2 separate regions of the Canis lupus genome follow, and region 2 is linked to region 1. The links are chromatin contacts, called in public Hi-C maps. All regions are on one chromosome and are shown on one strand. The core of a region is the stretch at or near the end of the contact, and the rest is flanking DNA. Distances in the headings are between cores, read along the strand shown. Region 1 holds the start of GAPT (protein GAPT). Region 2 overlaps RAB3C (ras-related protein Rab-3C).

Region 1 (2,700 bases), core at 123-2,622:
GAAGGAATAAAAGTTTTGATCAAGTATTTCGAGAAACATTTAAACCTTCATCAAAGATTACTGGCAGGATTTGCTAGTTTTAATGATTTTTAAAATGGCAATATATTCAAAATGAACATAACATTGAAGTCGTAATTTGCATTTTCCTGATTATGAATGATTTTGAAAATCTTGCTTAGTGGATATAAGTAAAGATAAAAGATATTTAACATGTTTAACGTTTATTTTTTTAATTAAAAAAATTTTTTAAAGATTTTATTTATTTATTCATGACAGACACAGAGAGAGAGAGGCAGAGACACAGGTAGAGAAGCAGGCTCCATGTGGGGAGCCCGACGTGGGATTTAATCCTAGAACCCTGGGATCACACCCTGAGCCAAAGGCAGACGCACAACCACTGAGCCACCCAAGAGTCCTGTAATGTTTAGATTTAAATACTAAAATTATTTTTTTATATTCATTAAGTTACTTTTCAAAGACTTCAATGTTAGATTTAAATTTCTAACCAATTAAATATTTCAGTAAAACAATCTTTCCCTGTCCTGTGCTCAGAAACTTGGTTGCTTAAAATTTCAACTAACATTTTGTTTTGTTCTTGAATTTACGTCTTTATACCATCTGGAGTAGATTTTTTTGTATATGGTATATTTATGGGTTAAACTGTCTCCTTGACCTCCATGTATTGAAGCTCTAACCCTCAGAACACGACTGTACTTGGGACGTCAGGACACAGGAGACAGGTCTCAGGAGAAACCAAGCCTGCCCACACCTTGAGCTTCGACTTCCGGACTCCAGAACTGTGAGAAAAATTTCTGTCATTGGAGCCCCTAATCTGTGGAATTTTGCTCCGGCAGCCCTGGAAAAGTCATCCAGTGTGAGAGAGGGATTTTGCTTCGTTTTGCTATGGAAAAGCCACCGGATTCTAGTTCTCTTTACTGAACGGTCCCCTGCTTTGCTCACGGACGTCATGACTCTTTGGTCATATATCAAAGTCCCATATACTGTGGGCCCACTTCCAGACACCGTACTTCTTGCATCTGATCAGTCTATCCCTGAGAGGGCTCTGTTTGCTTACCCTCGGCAGCTTCACTACAAGTCCCTGACAGCTGGTGGAGAAAGGCCTTCCACCTTTGCTTAATCTTTGAAGGGACTTTGCTATTTTTGATCCCTTCCACTGTCCTATAAAGCTTGGAATCAGCTTGCCGGGTGTCACCAGACATCACCCTGGGGTTTTCACAGCTATAGAGCTACAGAGAAACACTATTTTGTAATTAAAGAATGCTCTCCGTGGGAAAGGACACGTCTTCCTTCCCTTTTGGCGAGGTGGCCTGCGATTCTGGTTCTGTCCGCCTGAGGGCACCACAAACCGAAAAATGCGATCCCGACAGTGGGCCTGAGGCGCTCCGCGCACGCCCGCCCGCGCGGCACACGGTGGTCCTCCGCGTGGTCCACACCGGACTGTTCGGGAGCGTAGACCCGGATTTCATGCGGAACGTCCGCGGTCGACCGAATGCTGAGGTCCATTTGGCAAAGATCCGTACGCCGGTGTGCAGTAACCAAAGAACTGAAGTAAGGATGAGAAACGTCCCGAGCATCTGTTCTTCGCGGCCCTCTTCGCCGAGAAGGCCGTCAGCGGAGAGTGGAGCAAGTTCCTCACCGACCCCTGAAGTAAAGGGACGGCGTGGGACGGCTCTGGACGTGCAGGCGGGCTTCTCCAGGCAGCAGGCCTGCTCCAGGCTGGCGAACGGGTCTGCGTGCATCTGGGGAGCAGAGGGCACCCCTGGGCTCATGGCTACAGGGAGGATGGTGTGAATGTTCGTCCCCACCCCCACCCCCACGCCCACGCCCACGCCCCCTCCGGCCCCGTCACCCTGGGAGCAAAGTCTACTTTCACTTGGGAGAAACAGGCCTGGGCTCGCCCTCACCTGCTGCAAGCGCCCCGGGGCCTTTCCCTGTCGACCGGGGAATGGCAGCGACGCCCCCCGTGCCCTAGGGGGCGAGCGTAGGGCGCGGAAGGTCGGCCGCGGCTCCCTTCAGGGACGGGGGACGGGCGCGGACCTCCAGGGCGCGCAGGACTGAGGGGCCCTTCCTCCGAGCGCCCCCCGGGGGCTCCCGCGAGCCGCGCGTGCACACACTGACCGGCATCTAGGAGCACGGAGGGTCTGCTGCGTCTCATTAGCCGAGGCGCGGCTCCCGCTCGTTGGCAGAGCCCGAGGGCGTGCGGACACCCGCACCGAGGCCCGTGCCGAGCCCGGCTCCTACCTGCACGGGCGGAAGCGCAGCCCGTCCCAGGCGGGACGCTGTAGGGTGACAGGAGGCACCTCGGGCCCCGGGCGCGGTGCCCCTCACGCAAGGGTGAGCAGGACAAGAAGGTGTCCCCGGGTCAGCAAAAGCGAGCAGTCGGATCTGGGGCTCGGAGCAGCTCGCGGTGCCCCGCGGGGACAGGGCCTTGCACGCCCGCCGTCCCTCCCCCTCCCCGGCCCCGGGCGCCGCGTGGGCTCCGAGCCGCGCGCAGGACGCCCGGGGGAGAGGCCTCCCGAGTAAGAAGGGATAGAGGCTTCCACGGCAACCGCGTCTAGCCCGGGGTGCTTTCGGCACCACTACCTCCGTATTATCCATGACAGCCAAGTATGAAAGCAACCTGTGTCCCTCAACAGATGAATAAAGAGAATGTGGTATGTACATATGATGGAATATTAC
Region 2 (2,700 bases), core at 126-2,625, 240 kb after region 1:
ATTTGGGTTAAAAGAGAAACTTTTCCTTTTGCAGAATAAGACTAGCCTCGCCTTACAAATCAGTAGGAGCCTTAGGGGTGGGGAGATCAGCGTTCTGCTAATATTTCAACTAATGCTTCTTAGGGGCTCAGTGGATTCAAGGCATCAAGCTAGGCAAGGGTCGTATTCGTATTGACCAAATATTTACTTGTCGCCCACTCTATGCCAGGCATTGTTCCAGGGCCTGGGGATCCAGGAGGGAACAAGAGAGACACCAAAACTTAGAGCCTGGTGGTAAGGAGAGAAAATAGACTAGCGATGGGGGTTTGAAGAAAACTCAGTTGTCATGATGTGACCAGGAAGCTGCTTTAGATCGGTGGCCTGGGATGGATTCCTTGAGGACCTGCCGCTGAAGGTAAGCTGTGGATGGTGCGAAGGAGCCAGGCTCTGGGACAGAAGATTCGAGCAGCCAGCTAGCGCAAGGCCTCCAGGTGAGGGAGAGGGCAGCACGGAGGGAGGGGCCTGACCCTGGAGCCGCTGGGACACCCAGGACATCTGTGCCTGGATGTCCCAGCGACAGTCACCCCGGGTGGCCCCTCCTGTGGCCTCGGTGCTCCAGGCCAAATAGGAAGATGCTTGAAGCCAGTACTACTTCTTGTGTAAGGATCACAATGGCCACACAGGGAAAAGCTTGCAATCTCCCTCGTGGGAACCTGATTTCATGCGTGCATTTGGTCCATAGGGCAGGATAGGTTGGTCATTCACTTAACAGAAAGCTCTCGAGGGCCCACGATGTGCCGGCCACGGACAGGGCTGGCGGGGCAGGTGGATGACAGATAGAGAGATGCAGGTACGAGACCAATAACCAGTAGGTATCACCTGTCTAGGGCAGGCAGGTGGTGAGGTGCACTATGAAGAAACCAGAGCTGCATGCAGGGACACAGCCGGGGGCTTCTGGAGCAGGTGTCCTGGAGGGGCAGTTGGGCAGGGGTGTGAGTGGCAAGAAGAAGGCGGCCAGGAGCCGAGGGCAAGGCCAGGTGGCTGGGGCGCTGGGAGCGACTGAGGGTGGGGAGTGGGATGGAGCAGGAGCTGGGCCCCAGGGTCCCTGAGGCTGGGCCCTCTGTGGTGAAGGAGAGCCCAGGTAGCGTCCTCCTAACCTGCCTTTGGGGAAGGTCCGTCTGCGCTGTACTGAGATGGCACCGTGGGGATCCAAGAAAGGCAACCCGGGCCCCATTAAGAGGCTGTGACCGGAGATGTCCACGGAGACCAAGGCAGCGGGCCCTGGAGAGGACCCCAGGGAGTGCCCAGATTCCCCAGTAAGTACTGCCAGGAAGCCAGGCGGGGCTTGAGGATGACAGGAGGGCCAGAAGAACCACCGATGGCTCCTGCATCGCTGATGGCAGCGGTCGCTGGTGGGGAAGACAGGGCAGGGTTGGTGGGCAGTGGGCATCAGGGAGAGGGTTGAGGCAGCAGGTGTATCTCGGAGTAGCTCACATCTGCAAGTTCTACTGGACATCTACGCAGAGATGACGACAGGCCGGCAGACGCGAGCATATGGTTCAGGAAGGAGGTCAGGGTTAGAGACGTAACGCATCTCTGTGCAGTCACCAGCGTTCAGATGTTACGGAACATGCACCCTGCTACTTCCCTGCTAGCACAGACCGGGGAAGGGGTGCTGAGGGGGTGCTCTTCTTTTCCTCACGTCCTGTCTTCTCTGGAAGCGACTGTGTCGGGAAACTACATCTGCTTGAAAACAGAGAGAGACCCCAGGCAACCAGACCTTTAACAAAAGAGAAAAAGCATTTTCGGAGTTTGACTTGACCCGAGGAAGTTTCTGAAATCCTGAGTTGATCTTTCAGTGCATAATTTTATTAGATTTGGACCTTTTATTTCTTTCTGCTTTTACGAACCTGCTATTCAGCTGTATCCTCCTATATAACTTCTGCTGAGAAGCGAGATCGTTTATGCGTGTTTCTTTAAAAGAAATCTAACCATCTGTAAGATTCTTCAAGATGTGGATTTACATTCAATATTCCCCACCAAGGAATATTAGCAATATGCAGTATCTCGATCAGATTACTTCTGATAAAATGTGAAGCTCTGAAGGGTGTTAATGAAAACAGTAGCTGAAGCACATGCAAAATGGTCTCCTACCTTAAAATCACATTCCGTGAAAATAAATTTAGGCACATCTATTTAGAGAAGTATAATGTATGGACGAGGATGCCGCTATCCATTTCATAATGATAATTATAATTATCTTTGCTGGGTTGTTTCTATGTAATTTAATCATTCACCTCAACACAGAATAACATTATTGGAGCATAAAGATGGTAATTATTAATATGCTCTGCCCTGAGGTGAGTAGGATGTTTAATTAATGAACCACCCTCTCTCTTACCTTATGGATGACTCATTGATAAGATGTGTGCAGTATAGCAGGCTGTTAGGTATTCTCTCCTGCTAATGGATTATTCAAATCATTTTCTCAACCAGAGTGGAAAGAAGTCACTGTCTATAACCCAGAAATGATATTGGCAAGGAAGCTGCATAATCAGTGGAACAGCTTGGAATAGTGTTCGTTCTGGACGACCGACAGAAAACAAAGAGGAAATACAGTTCTTCAGGGCTTTGATGCGAGGCTGAATCCAGTTCGGGTTTTCTTGGAAATGGCCTACTTCTTTCCCTCAGATGTTTCTTATTTTTGAAGATTTCTAAAAG

What was found. Hi-C and Micro-C count contacts between places; a contact is called where the count stands out from the background.
Region 2: a contact with region 1 is called in a Hi-C map of blood, with 10 times the contacts expected there. The contact joins the enhancer-like site here to the promoter of GAPT in region 1. A contact is called at or near these places in 7 of 9 Hi-C or Micro-C datasets (amygdala, blood, liver and 1 more).

What each region holds. Positions count from the first base shown.
Region 1 is chr2:44,562,137-44,564,836 of UU_Cfam_GSD_1.0, forward strand. GAPT (protein GAPT) reads left to right here and starts at 1,373. Exons shown (of 3, transcript XM_038530646.1): 1 at 1,373-2,675.
Region 2 is chr2:44,799,351-44,802,050 of UU_Cfam_GSD_1.0, forward strand. The region is part of intron 3 of RAB3C (ras-related protein Rab-3C); the gene reads left to right. Among named protein-coding and RNA genes, the nearest start is that of RAB3C, 160 kb to the left of the region's middle. Within about 2 kb of position 1,376, at least 3 of the 20 cell types and tissues checked have an H3K27ac peak or open chromatin away from gene starts, as enhancers often do.